Regions from separate parts of the Mus musculus genome. Here all the other regions are linked to region 6. A link is a contact called in public ChIA-PET, HiChIP or PLAC-seq, Micro-C and promoter capture Hi-C data. All regions are on one chromosome and are shown on one strand. The core of a region is the stretch at or near the end of the contact, and the rest is flanking DNA. Distances in the headings are between cores, read along the strand shown.

Region 1 (2,947 bases), core at 347-2,846, 700 kb before region 6:
TTGAAAGGTTGGAAATGCTGGGGGGCTTCTGGCCTCCCTGTGTGGGTTAGAGAAGGGTACTGGGGGCAGCAGGAAGGAGAGGGCAGGCCCTTTTTCTACCGAAGGCGTCTGTGTTCTTCTTTGCCCATGCATTCATGTTAGAGAAACTGACTGACTCAAGGAAGGCCAGCATCTGCCTGGGATGTGGATCTTGGTGGTCCTCATCCTTGAGTTCAGCTTCTGAGGATTCAATGTAACCCTGGAAGGGGGCGTGTCCTATAGTCTGTAACTGATGATCTCTTCTCAGAAGCATCTGTAAGCCATTGTCAGATCTCTCTCTCTCTCTCTCTCTCTCTCTCTCTCTCTCTCTCACCTCTGATGTCCTTTTTCTTTTTAGCTACCATGTCTAATACTTCTTTTGGAAGGTGGGTGTTGCTTGGATGTTGTAGGCTTGACTTAATTATAAAAGTAACAACTTACATACTTCACTGAATTACACAGTAACCCATGACACAGAAGTAGCTGTTTTACACAAGGGGAAAACAGACAGAAGTAATTTTAATTAGTAACTAGCTAGTTGGATCAAACCCACACCTGCCTGTATTCACAGCTCAGGACTCTTATTTTCAAAATTTACTTTTTATTTATTAGTTTATCTGTATTTAAGTTTTTCCTGCACATATGTCCTTGTAAGTGTGTGCCTGGGGTCCTCAGAAGGAAGACAAGGGCATCAGACTGGAACAGCTGATTTAAGCCACTACTCTGATTTGTATACTTGTTAACATAGTTACAAAGTAAAGGGTCTAGAATCTGTATGGTTTCTTTTTATCTTCGCACTTATTTTATGTATGAGTACTCTATCTGCATGTACACCTGCATACCAGAAGAGGGCATCAGATCCCATTACAGATGTCTGTGAGCTACCATGTGGTTGTTGATAATTGAACTCAGGACCTTGGGAAGAGCTGTCAAGTGCTCTTAACTACTGCGCTGTCTCTCCAGCCTCAGCTGATTTTTTTGTTTTTGTTTTTGTTTTTGTTTTTCGAGACAGGGTTTCTCAGTCTAACCTTGGCTGTCCTGGAACTCACTCTGTAGACCAGAATTCAGAAATCCACCTGCCTCTGCCTCCCAAGTGCTGGGATTGAAGGCGTGCGCCACCACTGCCTGGCGTCTCAGCTTATTTATTTATAAAAATTATTTTATTTATATGGGTGTTTTGCCTGTATGCACACATGGCCTGATGCCTGTAGATGCCAGAAGAGGGATCTGTCTCCCTGGAACTGGAGGCACAACCAGTTTTGAAATACCGTGTTCATGCCGGGAATTTTGTTCTTAACTGTAAAGCCTTCTCTCTAGCCCTTTGCTCAACTGATTTAATGGACTTTGGGCAGTGACATCACTCAAGAACCACCAGGTTCTGAGACTGTTCTTGGAGTCATGGACTCAAGAACATACCAGCATCGGACAACCCACGACCTAGTCTTTTGCCCAAGATGACTGCAGTTTCGAGGACAGTCCACTAGAGGTGGCAGCGCCACGACAGCTATGCCTCTCTTTCCCCCTCTCCCCTCGTTTGTCTGCCTAGAAGAAAAGCCCGCCTCCTGACCCATAAGGCCACGGGGCCGGAAGTCTCCCTCTCTCTTCCTGTTCTCCACCATGGCGGTGAGTAGGCGAGAGTTGGCTTTGCCTCGCTTTCATCCGTCTCCATCCGCAGTCGGCGGAGCCCAGGGCGGCTGTCTCGCGGGTGGCCGGAGGAGGACGGAGCCCGCGAGGCTGTTGGCATTAAGCCCGGCGGGACTGGGCGGCCGTGGGGCACCCCCGCCGCATCGCCGCCCATCCTAAGAATGGGGCTCAGGTCTGCAGCCCCGAGGGCCCAGACGCAGTGTCTGGGGGCTGCCGGAAGTGCGAGCGCGACGTGCGGAGGTCCACGGCGGGGCCAAGGGGACACTTGCAGCTTGTGTGGTGCTGGGGAGTTTCTGCGAGTCCTACTCGCAGGACCCGTGCTAGCTTGGGAAGGGGGACGGCATGGCGCAGAGGCCGGTACTTCCTGTAGTTTTGATTAGGGTTACATTGTATACTTTCTACGATCTCTAGTGTCTGTTCCCTACTCGTGGATCCGCTTGGGATTCAGGCTCTCTCTCTGTGTTCGTTCTCTTCCAAACGCGGAGACCTTGGTGGTCCCGAGGGCTTAGGCGGGATCCGGGACGATAGAAGTCAGAGCGGAGAAGACCTTGGCTGTTTCTCGTCTCTGACGGGGCGGGAGGGTGTTGATGGCTGTGTCCCTCTTCGCAGCAAGATCAAGGGGAAAAGGAGAACCCCATGCGGGAACTGCGCATCCGCAAGCTCTGCCTCAATATCTGCGTCGGGGAGAGCGGAGACAGACTGACCCGGGCAGCCAAGGTGTTGGAGCAGCTCACAGGCCAGACCCCGGTGTTCTCCAAAGGTGAGTGGCGGTGGGCTGACCAGAGAGGAGTGGATCTGGAAAGCTTGCTTCATCTGACCGGAGCACGGGTGCAAATGGACTTATAACGTGAGCTGTCGTGGGCCTGGTTGACAGCTAAGAACAGGGTTAATACCGTACACTGTTGGCATGAGGTCCTATCCATGCTTTTATTTGTATTTGTGTGTGTGTGCATGGGTACTCTGTTTGCATGCATGCCCACATGACAGAAGAGGGAATCAGATCCCGTTTCTGTTGGTTGTGAACAACCGTGTAGGTCCTCAGAACCTGTTAAACCTCTGAGCCATCTTTCCAACACCCCCCCACCAGTGCTTCTTAACTTCTGGCTCTGCCTCAACTCACTTAAAATGAATTGTGATTCCCTTGTTTGGCCACATGACAGGAGTTACCTTGCTAGAAACATGGAGTCTGTTGCTAGTGTGGTTGTGGGTGGTCTGTGATTGGGTTTGGATACTGTTTCTTAGGACCACAGTCAGCATTTTGAAAACACTGGCTTTTGTCAGTTTT
Region 2 (3,404 bases), core at 567-3,066, 820 kb after region 6:
ACTCTCTTCAGACACACCAGAAGAGAGCATCAGATCCCCTTACAGATGGTTGTGAGCCACCATGTGGTTGCCGGGATTTGAACTCAGGACCTCTGGAAGAGCAGCCAGCGCTCTCAACCGCTGAGCCATCTCTCCAGCCCCCAATTATTTATCTTATGGGGAGCAGTGCAAAATGAAGTACACACACACACATACACACAAACCCATAAGAAACGTTTAAATGGTCAGATGCCACACAGTGGTGGTGAAAGAAAGATGAAATTTCAAGACCTGTAAGTCATATAAAGTACTCAGAAATTGCTGGTTGTTTGTGAGCCTAGAGGCTGTCTGGGGCTGAGAAAAGAGAAAAACAAACCTGGGTATTCCCCGTAGTTAAAACACTCCTGGGAACATCTTGACCATAAGATAAAGAGGAATGTGAGGACATAACAGGGCTATCTGAACTGAGTCAACAACTCACAGAACTCTGACACCCTGCACGTACATGTAATTTTTCTCCTGATGTTTGAATAAGCCAATAGTGTGTTGCTATGCTGAATTCCACACCCCTAAGCCCCTTACCCCATAAAAACCCCTAGCTTTCCAGCCTCGTGGCCGACATCCGTTATCTCCTGTGTGGGATGCATGTCGGTCCGGAGCTCCGTAATTAAACGACCTCATTTAATTCCATCAAGATGGTCCTTCGTGATTTTTTGGGTGCACACCGAATCGGGAATTGAGTGGGGGTTTCCCCACTAGGTTCTATCAGTGGCTTTGTCGCTGATAGACTATCTGACAGTGATACCCAACAATCAAAAAGGAGCTGAGAAATTCCAGCTATCTATCTTGGCATGTGCCCTACCGGTGTTTAGAAGTAAATGTCTACAATTGTGATACAACTTCCCTGGGATTTAGCACAGTTGCAACTGTGCAGGTTTTTGTAGCCTGGAGCAATAGGCTTTACCAATTCACCTAGGATGTAGTATATTCTGTAGGTGTGTGTACGTACTCACTCTATAATGTTTGTGTAACTCAGTCACCTAAGGACACGTTTCCCAAAGAGTACCCGTTCTTCAGCAACATATAACTGTAATTTCCAGAGGACAACAATAGAGAAATAAAGCATGTATGGGTGTAGTAAGGCAGGTCTGGGCATAATGCCCATTGTGACTGCACAAAGCTGTCCACCCACGAATCCAAAAGATTTGTCCCTGGCAGGTGGGGATTATAGGCTTTGGGAGAACTGGTGAGTCAGGCAAAGCCACGTGCAGAGAAGAAAGTGTATGCCCATTAACTGGATGCCATGGAGACCGGTAGAAAGAGCGACCTTGAGAGCTTTGGTGTCTCCGAGTGCCATCAATCCACCCATCTCATTAACAGACTGAACTATGCTGCACACGTGTGTACGTGTATGAGCGTGTGTGAGACAGAGAACTTTAAAATAGAAGACAGCTATTCCGAAGCACTGGAGGGCATGCCTGAAAGGCGAAAGCAGCCATTTTTGCTGGGGGATGTATCTGGGGGAGCATGAAATGGGACGAGGGTCCAGACTAGATAGGAAAGGCTGAAATGCCAAGATGAGAGGATTCGGAGATCTGCAGCAGGAGTATGGACTATTTCCAGTGCTGAGCAGCAACACTGGCAGACTACCGCTTCCCAGAAGTTTGTTGACACTAAACACGGGAAGCAACTCCTACGGCAGCAACTAAACTTGGGAGGAAAACTCCAGCGGGATGCGCGCACAGACTTCGTGCCCTCCCCCGGAGGGGTGAGGGCGTGGCCCGGGGAGGGGTGTGGCCTCCTGGCCGGTCTGCCGTCCACTCAGAGCCCGCGTCCATTCCGGGCCCCTCTCTAGGCCCGCCTCTCCTGGGCGTGGTGCTCGCCGCGCAGCTGCAAATGATTGCTTCCGGAGGCGGGTCAGCGGAAGTGAGGGACTTCGAGGCCGGGCCGCCCGCTGGGGTAGGAGGGGCTGAGGTGAGTGTGGCGCTGGAGTCCGGGCTAAGCCCGATGCGGGGTCCCACAGGAGACGGGCTCGGTGAGCGCCCTGGGCCGTCGCCGGCGTCTCCGTCCCGGCGCAGGGGAGCACGCGTTCCCTGTTCCCGTGCAAGTTCTCGCGGGAGTCGCCGCTGTCTGCCCCCCTCGGTGAGGGCACTGGTCCCCAGGCGTAGTTGCTGGCCGTGTCACCCAGCGGTTGGGGTCGCCCCAGCCGTTGGAGCGCGGTACGCCCCGGGCCGCGCGGCGTATCTGGGACCTACGCCGGCCTGGAGGCTACTGAGCGGCCCGGCCCGGCCCGCGGGTCCAAGGGCCGCTGGACGCGCGGTAGGAACTTGGCCGACCTTGGCCCGGGCCGGGTCGCCGTCGCGGGGGTGGGGACCCGTCGTTGAGGGCGCAGGGGGCTGCATCTTGCTGGCCACCGGCGCCTCGTGAGACCCTCGCGCGCTCTGCCCGGGTGTCCGCCGGGCACCGCTGGGCTAAAGTTTCTCCCTGGCCCAGGACCTGCCGGGTCGAGGCGCTCTCGGAGCAGAGAGGGTCTGCCGAGAGTGGCCGCACGGGAAGACGCGGGCACGGCCAGCGCAGAAGGAGCTGCGGCAGCGCCGATGTGCGGAGGGAGAGCCGGGGCTGCGGAACCGGCTAGAGCGTCTAGCGGGCACGCGGGGGGCGGGGCCTCGAAGCCAAGTTAGTGTCGCCTACAGCGGTTTCTTAAAAGCAAGCCAAGTGCTTACAGCGGCTGCCGGAGGCCGGGATATGGGCCGTTCGGTTACTTCCATTTCTGTTTTGAGCACCCTCGGAAGGCGATCCAGGCTGCCACGGAGTGAACTGCGAACCCCAGGCTGCCAGGGACAGAGTGATGGATGAGCTGGGTGCTGAGGGACTGAGATAAGCTGGATAAGTTGGGTCCCACAGAGGCAGTGGTATAGACTGGGGCACAGATAGGTGTGTTGGGAGCTGGTAGCCCGGTAGTAGCATGGCCCCAGCAGAAGACTAGGGAGTGAGTATGGTCGCAGATCGTGTACTTGCCAAACTGTATTAGAGCTTGGTCTTAAGAGAGCTGGAAGATGGGGTATATCCTGCTGGCAGGACTGTGGAGTCTAGAAGAGAGTTGAAAGATTTAAACACCAGAGTAATAGAACCGGCAGCTTGTTAAACCCGAGGTTTAGATTCGGTTGGAGTCTTTGGAGATGAAGCAGGACAGGAGAGGGCGTAATGGCAGGAGTAGCACAGTTAAGTGGCCTTTAGCAAGAAGTCTGGCACACAGGGACTTTGTAGGCTTGAACATGGCTGCACATATCAGAACCTGGACCAGACTTTAGACACTGTCCACTGAACAGCCATTTGGTGACTGGCTAGACAAGTTCTTTCCTCTCTCCATGTATACTCTCATGACAACTCTCTAAGGCAGAAGAGGAACTCCAGCTCTCCCTTAA
Region 3 (3,291 bases), core at 220-2,719, 880 kb after region 6:
TATTCCAGATTCAACCCAACAATGAGATCGGAGCCATCTTAATTCTGTCTACAACTCATTGTGCAATTGAAATACCCACCCCTGCTTTGTCTGTGTCTGCCACGGTGAATAACACCCAAGCTGGCAGCCAATGATATTCAAGTCCTATTGTTCCTAGGGTTTAAGCTACTAGCCTCACAGTGAGAAAATGAAGTTGTATGAACCTCTAGGTTTCTTTTGAGGGCAGGGTCTACTTAATCCAGGCTGGCTGTAAAATTACAATCCTCTTGCCTCAGCCTCCTCAGGGTAGAGGGGTGGGGTTTAGCCCACTGGGTTAACACTTAACATTTGCAAAGCCCTGGGTTCCATGTTCGATGCATACATGGGCGGGGGGGGGGGGCAGCTTCTGAGTGTTGAGATTACAGACAAGCGCCACCACACCCGCCTGAGGTTTGTCACATTTGATGCCTTATGTCGCAAACATTTTTTTCAACAGTTCTCGAGTATTTTTTTTAAAAAGATCACCATTCTTTTAGCCCCGAAGCGTATGACTAAAGGTTCCAAACACTAGACACTGCAAAAACGAAGCAACGAAAAAAAATGCATTTATCTGTAGCAGAGCACCCAACGCAGCAGACTACACAGCATGGGCGTGGTCCTGGCCCAGGCGGGCAGGCTGGCGGCCCGGGCCAATCAGAACACGCCCTACGCTCCGGCCCCTGGCCCCGCCCCTCGGCTCCCCGCGCCTTTTCGAATCTCCGCGAACCTCTCCACGCTCGGGAGCCCGCGCGCGTGGGCAGCGACAGAATGGGCGGGGCCAACGGTCCTCCGGGGTGGCCCCGCCCCTCTCGGGCTGGCAGCGCGCGGCCGTCTGCCCCCCAACTCCCGCCAAAAACACCTCGCGGACACGCAGCCCTGGGGTGGCTGTAGAGGGCTCGGTCGCACGGCCTTCACCCACTGACGGAGTGCCCAGAGCTGTCCGGGACCACCGCCCCGAAGCCCCGGGAGACCGGGCGGGCGCCGCCCCTCAGCAGCACGAGCGCCCCCAGCCTCGCTCTCCTTCAGACAATGGGGACCCCCCGAACAGCCGCGCCCGCCGGGCGGTAGATGCAGAGGACGGCTCACGCCTCCTATTGTCTCCACGCTCGCACCCGGGCTAAAGCCCAGCGCTGGCCGCGCCCCCTCCCCTCCAGCCCGCATCTCCAGGGAATAGGGACAAAAGCCAAGGCTCCGCCCGAGCTCCACACAAAAGACCAACGCCCCCCACCCGCTGGGGCTCGGGGTCTCCGCCCATCTCCTGTGCCCGGCTGGGGGACCCGCCGCGTTCCCGGCTGCTCCCCAGCCCGCCGTAGCCTCCGCCTAAGCCAAGCCTGCACCCACCTGCTCGGTCCGAGCCGCCTGGCCACACTCTGAGCACCAACAGACCTGGGCGCGCACAAAAGCGCCAAACAGCGGCACGTGACCCAGACCAGGCGCTCCGCATTGGCTGCGGGTGACGGCACGTGCCAGTCCCGCCCCGAAGCCTGGAGAGCACCGCCTCTCTGGAGAGAAGCATTTCGGGAATTGTAGTCCGGGCCAGGGGGGCAGGAGGACAATGCTAGGGGTGGGGCACTCCTGGTGGGGGGTCTCTCTAGGTGTTAGCCGGGACTAGCGTGGGTGGGTGGGGTGTCTCTGATCGGAAGAGCATTTGGCTGCGGCCGCAGGACTGAATCGGTTATGGGACTCTCTTTAGGAAAACTGCAGGGCGAGGTGAGGAGCAGGGGAGGGGTCGGTCCTAACCTACTTCTTTTAGACCTCGACCGACTGGACTCTACCTCTACCCAGCCATAGGAGTTTATTTGGCTCCCTAAGCAATATCCCTTTTGATGCCATACCCCTCCCGGTCGCCTAAAACGCCCGAAACCCTGTGACAAGATAGTGCCACTCCACGCCCCTGCACGATCCTCTACCCTCGGTGTCCTATCACGGACACACGGCAGCTTGTCACCTGTAGCGCAACAACGCAGTCCCTAACCCATTTCCTACTGGCAGATTACGGGCGTGGTTCTTCCCTTGGCCACTTGCATTCTACCCTTCAGCCTCCCGAGCTGGAAACACTGGGATCTAGGCAGGACAGCGGGAGGCTCTGGAATCTGATCTTGGGTTTAACAAAGCCACTAAGCTTAAAGGCAGACTCCATCTGGACTGCTAAAGCCTTGCGGTGACAGGAAAGGGAAGGGAAGAGCGATGGCAGTTCTAGATACACTTTGCTCCTTTTGTTCTGAAAGCACGTGCTCCCTAGAGCGGGGCTGGGCTCACTTTGAGAATGTAAACAAAAGGAGCCACAAGGTCACGGTTCCCTCTGGCCGGGATAAAGCAAAACTATAGCAGAGACACAAAGGAAATTAGCGTGACCCTGTCTGTCTAAGAACCTCTTCTCTCTGCTGACCAAAGCTGTGTCCCCACGAGGTGGTCATTTCCCCAAAGCACCTGCTCAGAAACTCTTCATTGGGTTTACCATTTTATTAATGGATTTGGTCTCTCAAAAGCCAACCCATACATACAACAGCTTCTGTGGAAACAATCCTAATTTTAAAACAATCCTACATCTGCTTAACCAAGAGGGAAGCACCCGAGATAAAATACAATAGGCATACAGGACAGTGAAAACTGTATTGTGCAGACAACGTACAAAGCAAGCAATTGGCAAAGTACAGTTGTCTGGAATATGCTTATAGAGGCATATTTTCCAGCAATTGCCCTTGCGTGGGGTCAGTCTCCCTCTGCCCCCGCCCCAGCCAGTCTAAGTGGTTCTTGCTTAGCATGTGAACAACAGGAGCCAGTTCTGCGCAGTGGAAGGCTTTTCCCTCTCAGAACGCAGTCTCACAATGGCCTGATGCTTCAACTTTCAGAATGGATCCCTGAAGTCATTTTTAGAACTGGACAGGAACGAGGATTAGACCTTTCTGAAAACTGAGAAGCTGGGGGAACACAAATGTGCAGAGACCTCCATAGCCACGAGGTTCGGGAACTTCTGAACCAGCACTTTGTCTTGAAGTCTTTGTATTGGATTTGGAGATGTGTGTGCAAGATCCCACCCATGTGATACATTTTTTTTTCAAATACAAGATATGCCACGCAAAAGTCTCATATTTCTATTAATGTTGTGACAGAGGAGAATTAATCTCTCAAAACACTGATTATTTTGAAGCATTTATATCATCCCACCCCACCCCCACACACACCTTTCTCCCTAGAGCAGATGTCTATTTCCATGGAAACCACAGCTAAGAATGGAGTAGATGTTAGAACTCATGTAGGTTTTTTTTTTTT
Region 4 (3,073 bases), core at 532-3,031, 840 kb after region 6:
GTGGTTAAGAGCGCACAGGACTCTTCCTGAGGACCCGAGTTCGATTCCCAGCACCATATCAGGTGGCTTACCACTACCTGTAACCCCAGCTTCAGGGAGGGTCTCTCACACCTCTGACCTCCGTGGGCACCTGTACTCCTGTACATATCACACACACACAATGATATCATTAAAATAATTTAAAAAACCTAAATATACACAAATTGCCAGTGTATAGCATGCAACTATTTGTAAATAGGAAAAAGATGCATTTGTGTGTGTGTGTGTGTGTGTGTGTTAATTACAGGCAAAGCCAGGAGTATATCTCACAGACTATATGTTTACATTTCAGAACACATCGATTTATTACCTATTCCGAAAATGTTCTTTTTTTTGGTTTGGTTTTTTTGTTTGTTTGTTTGTTTGTTTGTTTGTTTTTGTTGTTCTCGAGACAGGGTTTCTCTGTATAGCTCTGGCTGTCCTGGAACTCACTTTGTAGACCAGGCTGACCTCAAACTCAGAAATCTGCCTGCCTCTGCCTCCCGAGTGCTGGGATTAAAGGCGTGCGACACCACGCCCGGCTCCAAAAATGTTAAGAGGAAAAAAATGTGAAAGTTTGTTACCCTCAAAAAATTACTTCAGCCAGGCAATGGTGGCCTTTAATCTCAGCACTTGGGAAGCAGAAGCAGGTGGCTCTCTGAGCTCAGGGACAGCCAGGACTACACAGAGAAACGCTGTCCCCGGGGAAGAAAATGACTTCGGTTGTAAGATGACTTTAAGAATCCTCAATTTTTCAGTCGGGTGTGGTTGCACACGCTGATCGTAGCACTAGGGAAGCAAAGAGGTGGATCTCTGAGCTCAAGGCCAGCCAGCTCTACACAGTGAGTTCCAGAATAGCCAGTTACATAACAGAAAAAAAACCCTGGCTCAAAACAAAACAAAAACCAAGAATCTCCAATTTTTCATCAGCAAAAAATGGTTAACAGCTGCTCTTTAGACTGCTAATCATACTATTTAAATCTCAGATCTCCACCTGTTCCATTCAATCTGCTTTAATAGTCTCAAATCAACAGCAATCTTTCTAAACTCCAAAAGTCACATTTCTCTTGAAACTACTTATGGGGACATATCATGTTCTGCCTAGGTAATTGGACTGATACTAGCATATAGCTGGACCAAACAAGGTAATATTACTTAAAACCCTAAACACAACGGCCAGCATAAGATGCTAAACAAGCAATTGTCTAACACTTGTTGGTAATAAGCGAACTGGGGGAACCTGGATTACTCAACCCTCTTTCACTAGTGAAAAAAAAAAAGATTAATGACACAGCCAACGCATATTAAACGCCCAATTAGTCTCCAGCACCCCAGGGATGCTCATTTAATGTTGGGCCAGATCCCCGATCTGATCTGCATTTTCCATGTTGCTGGTTCTGGCAAACTGGGTAGACCGCACCCTGTAGGTGACCAGTCGTGGAGCCCTTCCCAGCATGCCACAGGACGCCTGAGGCGCCAGTTCAAAGGCCTCACGCTGCCAGTCGCCCCGAATCCCGTCCTCCCTTTATGCCGACCCCCTCCCTTCAGGCGTCCCCCAAAGCCCGCGTATCGCCTCAATATTGGCGTCCCACCTGCATCTTCCGCCTCTTCAGCGCCGCCGCGTCCAACCACACACCACACGCCTCCTCCTCGGGCCCTCTATGCCTCATGGCGGCCGCGCACCGCGCACCACTGCAGCCGGCGTTAGCGCCAACCCGCGTTCAGATCTCCCGCCACTGCAGGAGGCAGGGCTCTGCCCGGCCGTAATGACGTAAGCCCCGCCCCTAACCACGCCCAGTGCGCTAAGGAAGCCGGGCGGTTCCCGGGAGCTCTTCCTGCTTTGCTCTTCATTCCTGTGTGGACTCTGCACCCTCTGCATGTGTAGGTCACTACCAAGTTTGGTTTGGCAGGACTGCACTTTTTTTCAGAAATATATATATGAATACATATTATAATATGTAATATGTATCCACATATATAATATGTACTCATATAATTTGTGACTATACTATATAAGTATTATAGAATACATGATAAAATAAAATACATGCATATACTCTATAAGTGAGTGTATATTAATATATTGTGTTGATATATTTATGTAAATATATTTATGCATAATTTTTAAGAATTATGTTGGGGGGTGTCTGTAGGCATGCGCGCATGAGCATAGGTGTAAATGGAGGACAGAAGAGTAGGATTCCGAGGATGGAGCTAGAGTATAGGCTCTTCTGAGTCACCATATAGGAGCTAGGAATCAAATCAGGGTCCTCTGCAAGAGCAACCAGTGCTCTTAACCGCTGAGCCATCTCTCCAGTCTCAGACTGCACAGTTTTACTCCAGAGCCTCCCCTCCTGGAGCAGTGGAGCCAGGTTCTAGACCCCACTCTAAACCCTTTTGTCCCTGGCTGACCCAGTGGTTGGTTACCCGACACTAGGGGTTGCCACTAATTGGCATGTAAGAGTAACTGAGCCAATACATGGAAGATCTTTGAAAACATGAAATAAAAAATCGAATCAAGGAATTGGGTGGTGGAACCACAGGCCTTTAATCCCAGCAGAGGCAGGTGGATTTCTGTGAGTTACAAAACAAACCTGGTGTACAGAGCAAGTTCCAGGACAGAGAAACACTGTTTCAAAAAAAAAAACAAAAGAAACAAAATTGGAATCCAGGGATGAGGCTGTAACTTCATTTGTTAGAGTGCTTGTCTAGCAGGCATGGGAGGCTTAAATGCAAACACTTGAGAGACAGAGGCAGGCAGATCTCTGTCAGTTCAAAGCAGAACTAAAAGAAAGTTTGTAATTATTATTTAGAGTTACAGGAGATTGTGAGCCACCCAATATGTGTGCTGGAAATCAAACTCAGATCTCCTGGAAGGGCAGGACACACTCTTAACCAGTGAGCCCTCTCTCCAGCCCTGGGTGAATATTTCTTGTAACTTTTCGTATGTCTGGTTTTATATAAATTTTATATATGAATTTCATATGTATTACACGAAAACCCTTAGAATATATTATAAGTGGCGGGACATGTCCTATCTGTTTCCTTATTCATC
Region 5 (3,195 bases), core at 489-2,988, 610 kb before region 6:
ACTCACCACGAATGGCGTTATGGAAGTTGTCAATGACCACAGGTGAGTAGCCTGCCTCCAGCAGCTCCAATACCGTGTGGCTGCCGATGTAGCCAGCCCCACCTGTGACCAGCACCTTTTCCATGGCGCCTGCTTAGAAGACAGAGTTTCAGAGGTGGCCGAGGCTTCCTGCTCAGGGCCTCACTCCAACTGGATGCTCGACCCCTACCTTCATCTTGGAGGATGTAGGGGTGAGCCCTAGTTTAAGGAGAGGTTCCAGAATCAGCCCTGGGTCTAACTAGCTAACTACCAGTTTCTGGCTGTAGGGGCTGACGTTTTGAACTCTCTCTAGGGCACAGTTTTCACCTCTAGAACTAATTATTGTACACACCCCATGTATTAGGAGGGCCCAATGAAGCAGTTTAAAGGTCTGCCACCTGCATATGTAGGACATCAGACACACCATGCTGTCTAGTTCCTGTTGACAGAGGGTGGGAAGATGGGCCTTTTGAAGACCCACCCTTCCTGCCTCCATGTCTGGAGTATGGACAGTCTCGGGCAGAAGAACATCGCTTAAGAATGGGAGGCTAGGATACAGAAAAAGGGACCTGTCCCTGTAAACTGACACCTTTTCCCCGGAGCAAAAGGTTCCTGGGTTTGATGACTAACATCTAGTGCTCCAACAACCCTTCCCCTGGAAGGTCAGTTGGGAGGAAGCAGTAAGAACGCCAAATGGCCTCAAGGGTGGGGTCCTTAGCCAGGAAGGCTGTGCCCAGCTCAGAGGCTGCAGTGCCAACAGCCCTGGAGTGGGTAGGGCTTCACCCCACCCTGGGGCAGCCAATAGCTCAGCTTTGGCCCAGCTGACTTGGAGCCACAGATCCCGCCCAAGGAGGGCAGCACCAAGTGAGCCGGTGTCGACGTGGATTTGGCTCGCTCTCCGCTGCCAGGTGTGCATCCCCACCCTGAGCAAACTGCTGGGCGGACAGAGAGGCAGTCCACACAGTGAGGCCTTTCATTTTCACGACCTGGCTCGCTGCCGTCTTTCTCCGAGCTGCCTCAAGTTTCTGCTGGGGTTATTCTGCTGCAGCCCACTGGACGGGGCGTCCAGTGCGACCCAGAATCACTACCCCGCACTTGTGCGTTATTTTCCCAACATCTGGATGTGGCAGGTGTTTCTACCAGCCCTGGGTACTAGGGTCTGAGCCCAGAGGCAGTCGGCCTGGGGTCACACAGCAATAAGAACTGACTAAGGGGGATCCCCGAGACTATGCCCCGCGACTCCCTGCAGCTCCCGCATTGCGCGAAGACGCGGGGAGGCGGTCGCTGAGGGGACTCTGGTGGCAGAAAGGCTGCTCTGAGGTCGCTCCGCTCCGGACTAGGGGATGACCTTGGTCAGCGGTCCCCTCCTCAGTTTTCCCTGTCTGTACAAGGCAGGAGAGCGGATGCTGGGTCTCAGCAGCCTGGGCGAGGCGGAGCTTAGCTCTGGACTTCGGGTCTGGGCTGGGAGCAGGAGCGGGGAGCCGAGCCCCGAATGAATGGGCTCGGGTGGCCCCCGCTACGGTTGCGGAAAACGCGAGCAGAAGGGGTGAGCCTGGCCCTGTTCCGAACACGAACCGACCCTCTTGGAACCTCCTCGCTCCCCACCAAGCATTGGCCCTTCCGAGCTCACTAAGCCCTTCATTCTACCGGCCGAACCTGCGGAAGCTCCAGCGCTGACTCCAGGCACCGCCTCCCGCGACCAGCGCCGCGGCCCCTTTAAGACCTGACAGCCCAGCCCGACCCCGCCCCTCCACGCCCTCCAGGAAACGTGTGTACTGGGTTACTGCCTGGACGGCAACCCTGGAGGGACAAATGGTCTGCACAGGCTTTAAACGCCTGCGCAGTGCGCTTCCATCGAGGGCGGAAATGAGGGGTGCGGACGCCATCCGGTTACCGGCGGGCTGTTGAGGAGAAACAAGGTCGGGACTGGGCCCTTTCTAGTCCCTCCACTCAGAGCCACTGTTTGTGTCAAACCCTTGGTCGGGCAGCTCCAGTTGGAGGACATGGCTGGCCCGGGCTGCGTCCAAGTTCACGTGGGAAGAAACCCGCGATGGCGAAGGAACCTTGACATTCACAGTAGCAATTGCTGTGCCCATCGCTGAGCCGCTGCCTCCCTCCCCCAAAGCTGTGTTTGCGCACCTGCCCCCGTATAGGGACTCAAGACACTTTTGTCTCGGTTTAAGATACAAAGCGGGACCGGGCGGTGGTGGCACACGCCTTTAATCCCAGCATTCGGGAGGCTGCTCCTGCAGAGGCCCCGAGTCCTGTTTCTGGCACCCACATACCTACCGCCTCTCATTACATAGGATGCCATGCCCGCTTCTGACCTCCGTTGCACATACCATACATAGCTGGCATTCTCTCACAAATACATAAATGAAGCTAAATCTTTCCTGGTAGTACAGGTCTTCAGGCCCAGCAGAATTTCAGTGAGTTTATGAAAAGGGAAGCTGAAGATAGCTAGCGCGTGAATAAATAATAATAATAATAATAATAATAATACTGTCAAGTTGACCATTGTGGAAGTTTGTTATCTCACTGGAAGCAGATACAGATGGATCCCTGGGGTTCACTGGCCAGCCAGCCTAGTCTCCTTAGCTAGTTCCAGACCAGTAAGAGATCTATCTTCCTGATCTATCTTCCTGCTCTGGAAACAGGCACGTTCTCAGAAGCGAGTCCTAGGGTGTTCCCCACAGCAATGATTTCCAGTCAGTGGTCTGGGGGCTTGGGTGTGGCGATGGAAGAGATCCAAAGATGAACCAGCCACAAAACCTTCCCTCTTCCCTCAGAGCAATTTTACTCCTCCACCCATAAACACACGTTTGAATGTTATATTAGAAAATTAAACCTTTAATTACATAAGCTGTTTTCAAAAAAATCACACACAGAGTGGAGATTTCGTTGGCAGATGACCACAGATGCAGATCAACCCCCACCATTCCAGCAAATGCTCTGCTGGCATAAGGGGAAACTGCTCTCTGTCCTCAGAGGTAGAACAAAGGCCCTGCGGCGGTGGACATCAGCTCTGTTGGCAGGCAGACTCACCCAGGGCCATCCCAAGCAAGTGCTTAGGCACAGCTCTGGGGAGCTGGCCCAGGCCAGGCAGCTCTAGCCCTTATCATCAGGGACAGGGACCTCTGTGATGCCGGCTCATTTGCTCTCATTCCATCTCTTCAT
Region 6 (3,292 bases), core at 620-3,119:
GTGCTCTTAACCACTGAGCCATGTCTCCAGCCCAGGGTTTTTCTTTATACTCAGAATCCTCAGACATCCTCTGCCTCCCAGGTGCTGGGATTTCAGGCTTGACCCACCACACCCACTATTAAATATTAAGAGAAGCAGAAGTCAAGATTTGACCAGAGGGCACAATTCATTGTGAGAAACAAAGGTTGAGGATAAGTGAAAAAACAAAACAAAACATAACAACAACAAAACCCCCTAAATTCAGGTGATAAAAGCTGGGGGTGGAGGGTGCGTGAGCCTTTTTCCTGGGGGACACTTGAGTAGAATTTGAGGATTACCAAGTAACCTTGCTGTTGCCTATCTCAGTCAGAGGTTTCATGAAGCTCAGAGACCGGTACAAACCTTGGGCAGCAGGAAATTCAGGGAGTGAGGTTGAGGCACAAGGGATCAAGGAAAGGGCAATTTTGACTTTTGGAGGGGAAAAAAAATGTGAGGAACCACTGGAGACTTTTCAGCAGACAAGTGCCCATGGTTTTCTTTCTTTCTTTAACGTCCTTTCTTTGTACTTAATGGGGTTTCTTTATGTAGCCTTGGCTGTCCTGGAACTCACTCTGTAGACCAGACTGGCCTTGAACTCACAGAGATACCTAGGGTTTTCAACAGCATCGTTCAGCATCCGGGCCTCCTTCAGAATGGATGCTGGGTGGCAAGGTCAGGAACAGGGCTATCTGTGACAGAACTAGTGCAGGAGTTCAACTCAGATAAGGGACCTTGGGCCTCCATCATAGTGGCATGTGTGTTTCCTGAGGGCTTGGGAGTGGGGTGTGCAGGAAAGAGGACTCTCAACAGCAAGATTGTCCTAAACAAAAGGAAAGCTACTGCCATCTACAGAGACAGAGAAGGCTCAAAGACAGCCTCTCTGATTTCCCTGCTATTTCGATTCATTTGATGATTTTGATGGACGAGACGAACCTAGTCATATCTGGTCTGTGGGCGTTCAAATGGGAAAGTCAACCCCCTTTAAGTAGGAAAGCCAGGAAAAGAAAAAAAAAAAAAATGCCTGGAGACATTCGGGTTTCTACACTAGCACTCCTAGGGCAGACATGCCCACTTCCCGACTTTTCCATGAAAAAGCATTAGAGGTGCGCGTGTCTGTGAAAGATGGAATGTTACAAAGTGGCCCCAGAGAAACTTTTCTGGAGAGAAAGCGCTTGGTGAGCACATTAAAGGGCCGGTTTTGGCCCTCTTCCACTTCCTGCCCTTCGGCGTGGTTTCGCAGCAGAAGCACAGAAAGGTATCCAATGGACACCTCAAGAACAAGCCAGATGCGACGCACATCCGGCGAACACGCGGGCTTCATACGAGCTGACGCTGCAGGCTCAACCCCGCCGGCAACCTCCCAAAACCCACTCCTAGCTCAACTTTCACAATGACAACAACTGGCGTATCGGGCCGCCCCTAAGCAAGCATTCTCTTTTATGACTACCCATGCACCCCAGGACTGAGGCTTCCCCCCCGCCCCCCATCTCCCTTCAACTCCCCACATCCTCCCACTACGGATCAAAGGAAGGATCAACTCAAGTCGCGCGAACACCGCTGATCATGCGCCACAAAAAAAAAAAAAAAAAAAAGATCGGTAGGGTTGGGCGACCCAAAGATTCTCCCTCCTCTTTCCATTGGTTCCAGTCGCCCAGCTCGCCTCCCCTCCTAGCGAAAGGCTGCCGCCCTGGTGCGCTTGCGCATGCGCGTCGTTCTCGTGGCGCACTGAGCAGGCGCAGCCGCAGGCCCGCCGGAGCGGGGCGGGTGTAGCGGCGCGCGCAGCCTCCCGGCGCTGGGCTCCCTTCTGCCGGTCCCGCCCTCCGTCGCGGCGGCGCGGTGCACGCTGGGATAGGGAGCGATCTCCGAGCGAGGCGGCAAGATGGACGCGGGATTCTTCCGCGTAAGTCCGAGCGCGGGGATCCGGGGAGAGGCGAGAGGCTTGTTTGTAAGACCCGAGGGGGAGGCGCTCAAAATCCCGGACAGGACGGCCCGCGGAGGAAGGCCTTAGAGACCCCGAGGGGGTTCGTGGGCAGCGTCCCCCGGCCTCGGCGTTGCGGCCGAGACCGGTGCGCCCCTGCGCAGTCTCCTCCTCCGGGATCGTCCCCCCCTACGCGGCGGTGGCGGTGGCCGGAAAATGGCGGCGGGAATGGGCTGGAGCCGAACCTCACCGGCCGCCTGGCGAGGCCCTGTAGGCCGGGCGCCGCGCCGGCCGCCCGGGCTCGGGGCCTAGCGGAGCCTCAAGGAGGAAGTCTTTAGGGGGAGGCCGGTGGGAAGCCCGGGGCGGCTGCGGGGTACCGGTTGTATGGTTTGGGGCTCCGTCCTGAGAGGTGTTTGAGGAAAGGGGCCTTATTATTTTTTTTTTTTAGTGGCAGCTTTGGAGAAAATGGGTGCCCCCCCCCCAAACCCCGACGTACAGCGTCCACCCTCTGGGTCTTAAGCTTTCCCGGCGGCGCAGGGTCAGAGTTCGTGAGCGCTCCCGCCCAATTTGATAGCTCTTCGGGGAGGGGAGCTTAGATAATTTGTAGTTGGAACATTTGAATCGGAGGCTTTTGGAGTGAACGGTGTGTGCGAGGGTGGAGACAGATTACGGTTGTGACTCCGTCGCGCTTCCCGCTCTTCGCTAGCACCCTTTCCCAGCGGCCCATGTCCAGGCAGGGGACGTTACCTTGGAGGTGGTACATAGATCCCACACAGTAAGGCAGTTTATTAGGTCCACTTTGGAAGGAAAGTAGCTACAGGTCGAGATCTAGATGTATGGGAACGTACACTTGTGGGATTAAAAGTAGCAACAAACCCTTTAGGAATCGCTGATTCTTGTAATGCAGAGTAGAACCTTGTAAGACAGCTTGGTAAAAATCCAGATACCAGCTCTCTGTCATACCACTGCTTAGAGTTTTGCATTCTCTGAATCAAGCATATAGTTTACAGTTTGTGTGCATTTTTAAAGAAAAAATTGGAAGGCGGGGGAAGGAGGAGGGAGATAATAAAGGTGCTTCTTGTATGTGGTTCATGAGAGCTTGCCTAGTATGAACAAGACACTGGGGTCTATCTCCAGCACCTCAGATACTTGCACTACAAACTAGGCACTTAACCTTTGTAGTCAGTACTCATTTCTTATGGCACCGAAGTTAACACTTAAAAACAGTCGAAGGTTTCTTTCACTTGTCAATTGTCTCTTTTTCTCCCCCCACCCCCTTCAGTTTTTGTTTTGCCTTTTCAGGAAGTGGTTTATGTGTGTAGCCTTGGCCATCCTGGAACTCTGTAGTCTGTAGGC
Region 7 (2,958 bases), core at 289-2,788, 630 kb before region 6:
GACTAAAGGTATGTGCCACCACCTTACATGTTGAGTTCTTCTTTTGCGGGGGGTGAGGGGGTGTTTCGAGACAGGGTTTCTCTGAATAGCCCGGGCTGTCCTAGAACTCACTTTGTAGATCAGGCTGGCCTCGAACTCAGTCTGCCTCCCGAGTGCTGGGATTAAAGGTGTGCTCCACTGTGCCCGGCTTCTTTTTTTTTTTTTTTTTTTTTTCCCTTAAGATTTATTTTATGTATATGAGTACACTGTAGCTGTCTTCAGACACACCAGAAGAGGGCATTGGATCCCATTACAGGTGGTTGTAAGCCACCATGTGGTTGCTGGGAATTGAACGCAGGACCTCTGGAAGAGCAGTCAGTGCTCTTAACCACTGAGCCATCTCTCCAGCCCACATGTTGAGTTCTTGAATCACATTCTTCCCTTACTATTCAGTGTGACTACTCAACAGATACTATCCTGCCCACGGAACAGAGAAAAATGACTCAGAATAGGAAAAGGTGATATTTTCCTAGTGTCACACCGTCAGGGACAGACCCAGCATTCTCACCCCAGGTCTGGTGGTGAGTATACCTTCTATCAAGAAGGTAGCTATGGGCTATGAAGATGACTCAGCGGCTAAGAGCATTTGCTGTGGAAACACAAGGACAGAGTTCAAATCTCCAGCAGTCACATAAAAGCCAAGCACAGGCCCAGCAGCAAGCCCAGCTTTGGAGGGTGGAGCCTAGAAGCTCGCTGACCATTTAGCCTAGTCTAAATGGTGAGCCTCGAGTCCGGTGAGAGACTGCATCAAAAAAATATGATGCTGCTGAGCAGGATGGCCCATGCCTTCAATCCCAACGCCCCGGAGGCGGAGGCAGATGGATTTCTGTTGCGTTTTATGCCAGTCTGATCTACACAGTGAGTTCCAGGCTCAGTAGATAGTTCCAGCCAAAACTAGGTAGTAAGACACTTTATTAAGGGAAAGAGCGCGATAAGCCACAGAAGACACCAAATAGATAGATAGATAGATAGACCCATGATAGATATATAATAAATGTAACTAATTAAATCTAACACCAGATTTGGTGGTGCGTGCCTTTAATCCCTGAATTTGGGATTTGGAGGCAGGAGGGTCAGGAGTTGAAGGTACATAGATCATCTGAGGTCAGCCTGGGGCACATGAGAAACTAGCTTAAAAATATGGAAGGAAAGGCGGAGAAAGGAGACAGAGAAGGAAAAGAGGCGGGAGAAAGTAGGGGGTAAACAGATGAGGTTAACAGGGCGTCAGGGGGAGAGAGGAGGCAAGCTTTGCTGTGCTGTCGGCCCCGCCTTATCCACCACGCCGGAGAAAGGTGGCCGCTAGGGAAGAAAGCGCACGCTTTGGCTCGGGAGGGGAGGATTCGCGTCCCTGCCACGCGTCCCCAGCCCTACAGTTTCCACGCTTGAACGGTACCACTGAGCGACACCGCCAGCGTCCAGCTCTGCTGGCGCAGGTCCACGTCAATCCCTCCCGGCCCCGCCCTCTGGGCCGCGCGCGCATGCGCCGCGCAGGGGCGCCTTTTACGACGCCTCGGTGGCGGCGCTTGGCGGTCGTCGCGGAGCCGAGTGAGCTCCGGGTGAGCGGCGGTGCCGAGGGAGTCACAGGCGAGCCGGCGGGCGGCGTCGCCATGTCGCACGGCCACAGCCACGGCGGGGGCGGCTGTCGCTGCGCCGCTGAGCGCGAGGAGCCGCCCGAGCAGCGCGGCCTGGCCTACGGGCTGTACCTGCGCATCGACCTGGAGCGACTGCAGTGCCTCAACGAGAGCCGCGAGGGCAGCGGCCGCGGCGTCTTCAAGCCGTGGGAGGAGCGGACCGACCGCTCCAAGGTGGGCGGCCCGGGAGCCCCGGGGCCTCGCAGGGTAGACAGACAGGGAAACTGAGGCCCAGAGGAGCAAGGTGGGCGCTTTACCTCCCTTCCGAGGCGGCGAGGGCATGTGAGGGAGGAGAGCAGAGAGGACTGCTGTCTCTTCCTCTGACCATTGGTCCAGATGGCTGTCCGATGGCCTCACCTGGCCTGGGGTCGCGATCCGTACTTCTAACCTGGAACCCAGACCCCTTTGAGAGCCATTTGAAGGTTCTCCAGAAGGGTACACAGAAGCACTGGTCTTTTGAGTTCGCAGCCTGGGAAACCCCCATTAGAATCCCTCTAAGAGGGGCCGTGGTGATTAGAATATGGAGACTGAGCAGCTCCCAGCTATGAGGACCTGGGCGCGGGTTGTTGGGACAGGTCCATTTGCATCGCGACTCAGTTTGTAGAACAGGGAGGCCAGATGCCTGAAATTGTAGTTTCTCAGCAGATATCTGTTGCTTCCTCCCCATGCACCGCAGTTTGTTGAAAGTGATGCGGACGAAGAGCTCCTGTTTAATATTCCGTAAGTATCTCCTTGGCTCTTGCCTCAGGCAAACTGGGCTGTACCCAGTTGTCTCTTCGGATGACTTCATTTGATGGCTATGTCAAGAGTGCACACCTGTGTCTAGAAATGGGGTAGATTTTCTTTGGTGGGTTTGAGAAAGTAAGTATAGGAGCTTGTGTGTGTGTGTGTGTGTGACTACACATGCATTTGTCGAATTATAATTGAGGTGATTACATTTCTTGGAGGTATGGAATGACAGGGTCTTTGAAAGGACTACAGGTGGCAGATGAGTCAGCTGAGCTAAAAGGGAAGGGTCTTGTCAGAGTCACATGGCTGCTGGTCCTCAGGGTTCAATCCCAGGTAGACAACCTTCTCTTTGGAATTCTGGCAGGTTTACGGGCAATGTCAAGCTGAAAGGCGTCATCATAATGGGCGAGGATGATGACTCGCACCCCTCGGAGATGAGACTGTGAGTAGTGAGGGCTTCGGCCCTCGGGAGACTCCCACCTAGCTTTTGCTGGTATATTTTATTCCAGGGATATGGAGATGGCTCAGTGGGTTAGAGGGCTTGCTGCATCAAGTATGG

What was found. Promoter capture Hi-C pulls out the DNA fragments that hold promoters and counts their contacts. A called contact is a pair of places that touch in the nucleus more often than the background predicts. ChIA-PET counts read pairs in DNA pulled down with a chosen protein or histone mark. HiChIP or PLAC-seq counts read pairs in DNA pulled down with a chosen protein or histone mark.
Region 1: a contact with region 6 is called in an RNA polymerase II ChIA-PET map of memory CD8 T cells, with 10 read pairs. The contact joins the promoter of Rpl11 here to the promoter of Srrm1 in region 6. A contact is called at or near these places in 2 of 115 datasets of contacts at active chromatin or transcription factors (embryonic limb bud and memory CD8 T cells).
Region 2: a contact with region 6 is called in a promoter capture Hi-C map of pre-B cells, with 2.6 times the contacts expected there. The contact joins the promoter of Mtfr1l here to the promoter of Srrm1 in region 6. A contact is called at or near these places in 2 of 39 promoter capture datasets (liver and pre-B cells), 2 of 115 datasets of contacts at active chromatin or transcription factors (large pre-B cells and pro-B cells) and 1 of 9 other capture datasets (embryonic stem cells).
Region 3: a contact with region 6 is called in a promoter capture Hi-C map of pre-B cells, with 3 times the contacts expected there. The contact joins the promoter of Stmn1 here to the promoter of Srrm1 in region 6. A contact is called at or near these places in 2 of 39 promoter capture datasets (liver and pre-B cells), 1 of 115 datasets of contacts at active chromatin or transcription factors (memory CD8 T cells) and 1 of 9 other capture datasets (liver).
Region 4: a Micro-C map of embryonic stem cells shows a contact between it and region 6, with 12 times the contacts expected there. The contact joins the promoter of Aunip here to the promoter of Srrm1 in region 6. A contact is called at or near these places in 1 of 484 Hi-C or Micro-C datasets (embryonic stem cells) and 2 of 115 datasets of contacts at active chromatin or transcription factors (bone marrow-derived macrophages and pro-B cells).
Region 5: a contact with region 6 is called in an RNA polymerase II ChIA-PET map of memory CD8 T cells, with 53 read pairs. The contact joins the promoter of Gale here to the promoter of Srrm1 in region 6. A contact is called at or near these places in 2 of 39 promoter capture datasets (cranial neural crest and hippocampal neurons) and 1 of 115 datasets of contacts at active chromatin or transcription factors (memory CD8 T cells).
Region 7: a contact with region 6 is called in an H3K27ac HiChIP or PLAC-seq map of cardiomyocytes, with 4 times the contacts expected there. The contact joins the promoter of Pithd1 here to the promoter of Srrm1 in region 6. A contact is called at or near these places in 1 of 39 promoter capture datasets (hippocampal neurons) and 3 of 115 datasets of contacts at active chromatin or transcription factors (cardiomyocytes, kidney and memory CD8 T cells).

Annotation. Positions count from the first base shown.
Region 1 is chr4:136,052,042-136,054,988 of GRCm38.p6, reverse strand. Rpl11 (ribosomal protein L11) reads left to right here and starts at 1,596. Exons shown (of 6, transcript NM_025919.3): 1 at 1,596-1,641; 2 at 2,272-2,422. The coding sequence starts at 1,636.
Region 2 is chr4:134,533,799-134,537,202 of GRCm38.p6, reverse strand. It overlaps Mtfr1l (mitochondrial fission regulator 1-like), which reads left to right and starts at 1,816. Exons shown (of 7, transcript NM_029759.4): 1 at 1,816-1,953.
Region 3 is chr4:134,466,498-134,469,788 of GRCm38.p6, reverse strand. Stmn1 (stathmin 1) reads right to left here and starts at 1,469. Exons shown (of 5, transcript NM_019641.4): 1 at 1,360-1,469.
Region 4 is chr4:134,509,707-134,512,779 of GRCm38.p6, reverse strand. Aunip (aurora kinase A and ninein interacting protein) reads right to left here and starts at 1,781. Exons shown (of 3, transcript NM_001081099.1): 1 at 1,611-1,781. The coding sequence starts at 1,688. Paqr7 (progestin and adipoQ receptor family member VII) reads right to left here. Exons shown (of 2, transcript NM_027995.3): 2 at 2,543-3,073.
Region 5 is chr4:135,962,268-135,965,462 of GRCm38.p6, reverse strand. Gale (galactose-4-epimerase, UDP) reads right to left here and starts at 1,738. Exons shown (of 11, transcript NM_001356493.1): 1 at 1,675-1,738; 2 at 7-129. The coding sequence starts at 124. It overlaps Hmgcl (3-hydroxy-3-methylglutaryl-Coenzyme A lyase), which reads right to left. Exons shown (of 9, transcript NM_008254.3): 9 at 2,795-3,195.
Region 6 is chr4:135,351,723-135,355,014 of GRCm38.p6, reverse strand. It overlaps Srrm1 (serine/arginine repetitive matrix 1), which reads left to right and starts at 1,869. Exons shown (of 18, transcript NM_016799.4): 1 at 1,869-1,918. The coding sequence starts at 1,898.
Region 7 is chr4:135,985,824-135,988,781 of GRCm38.p6, reverse strand. Pithd1 (PITH (C-terminal proteasome-interacting domain of thioredoxin-like) domain containing 1) reads left to right here and starts at 1,538. Exons shown (of 6, transcript NM_025411.4): 1 at 1,538-1,844; 2 at 2,347-2,390; 3 at 2,764-2,841. The coding sequence starts at 1,647.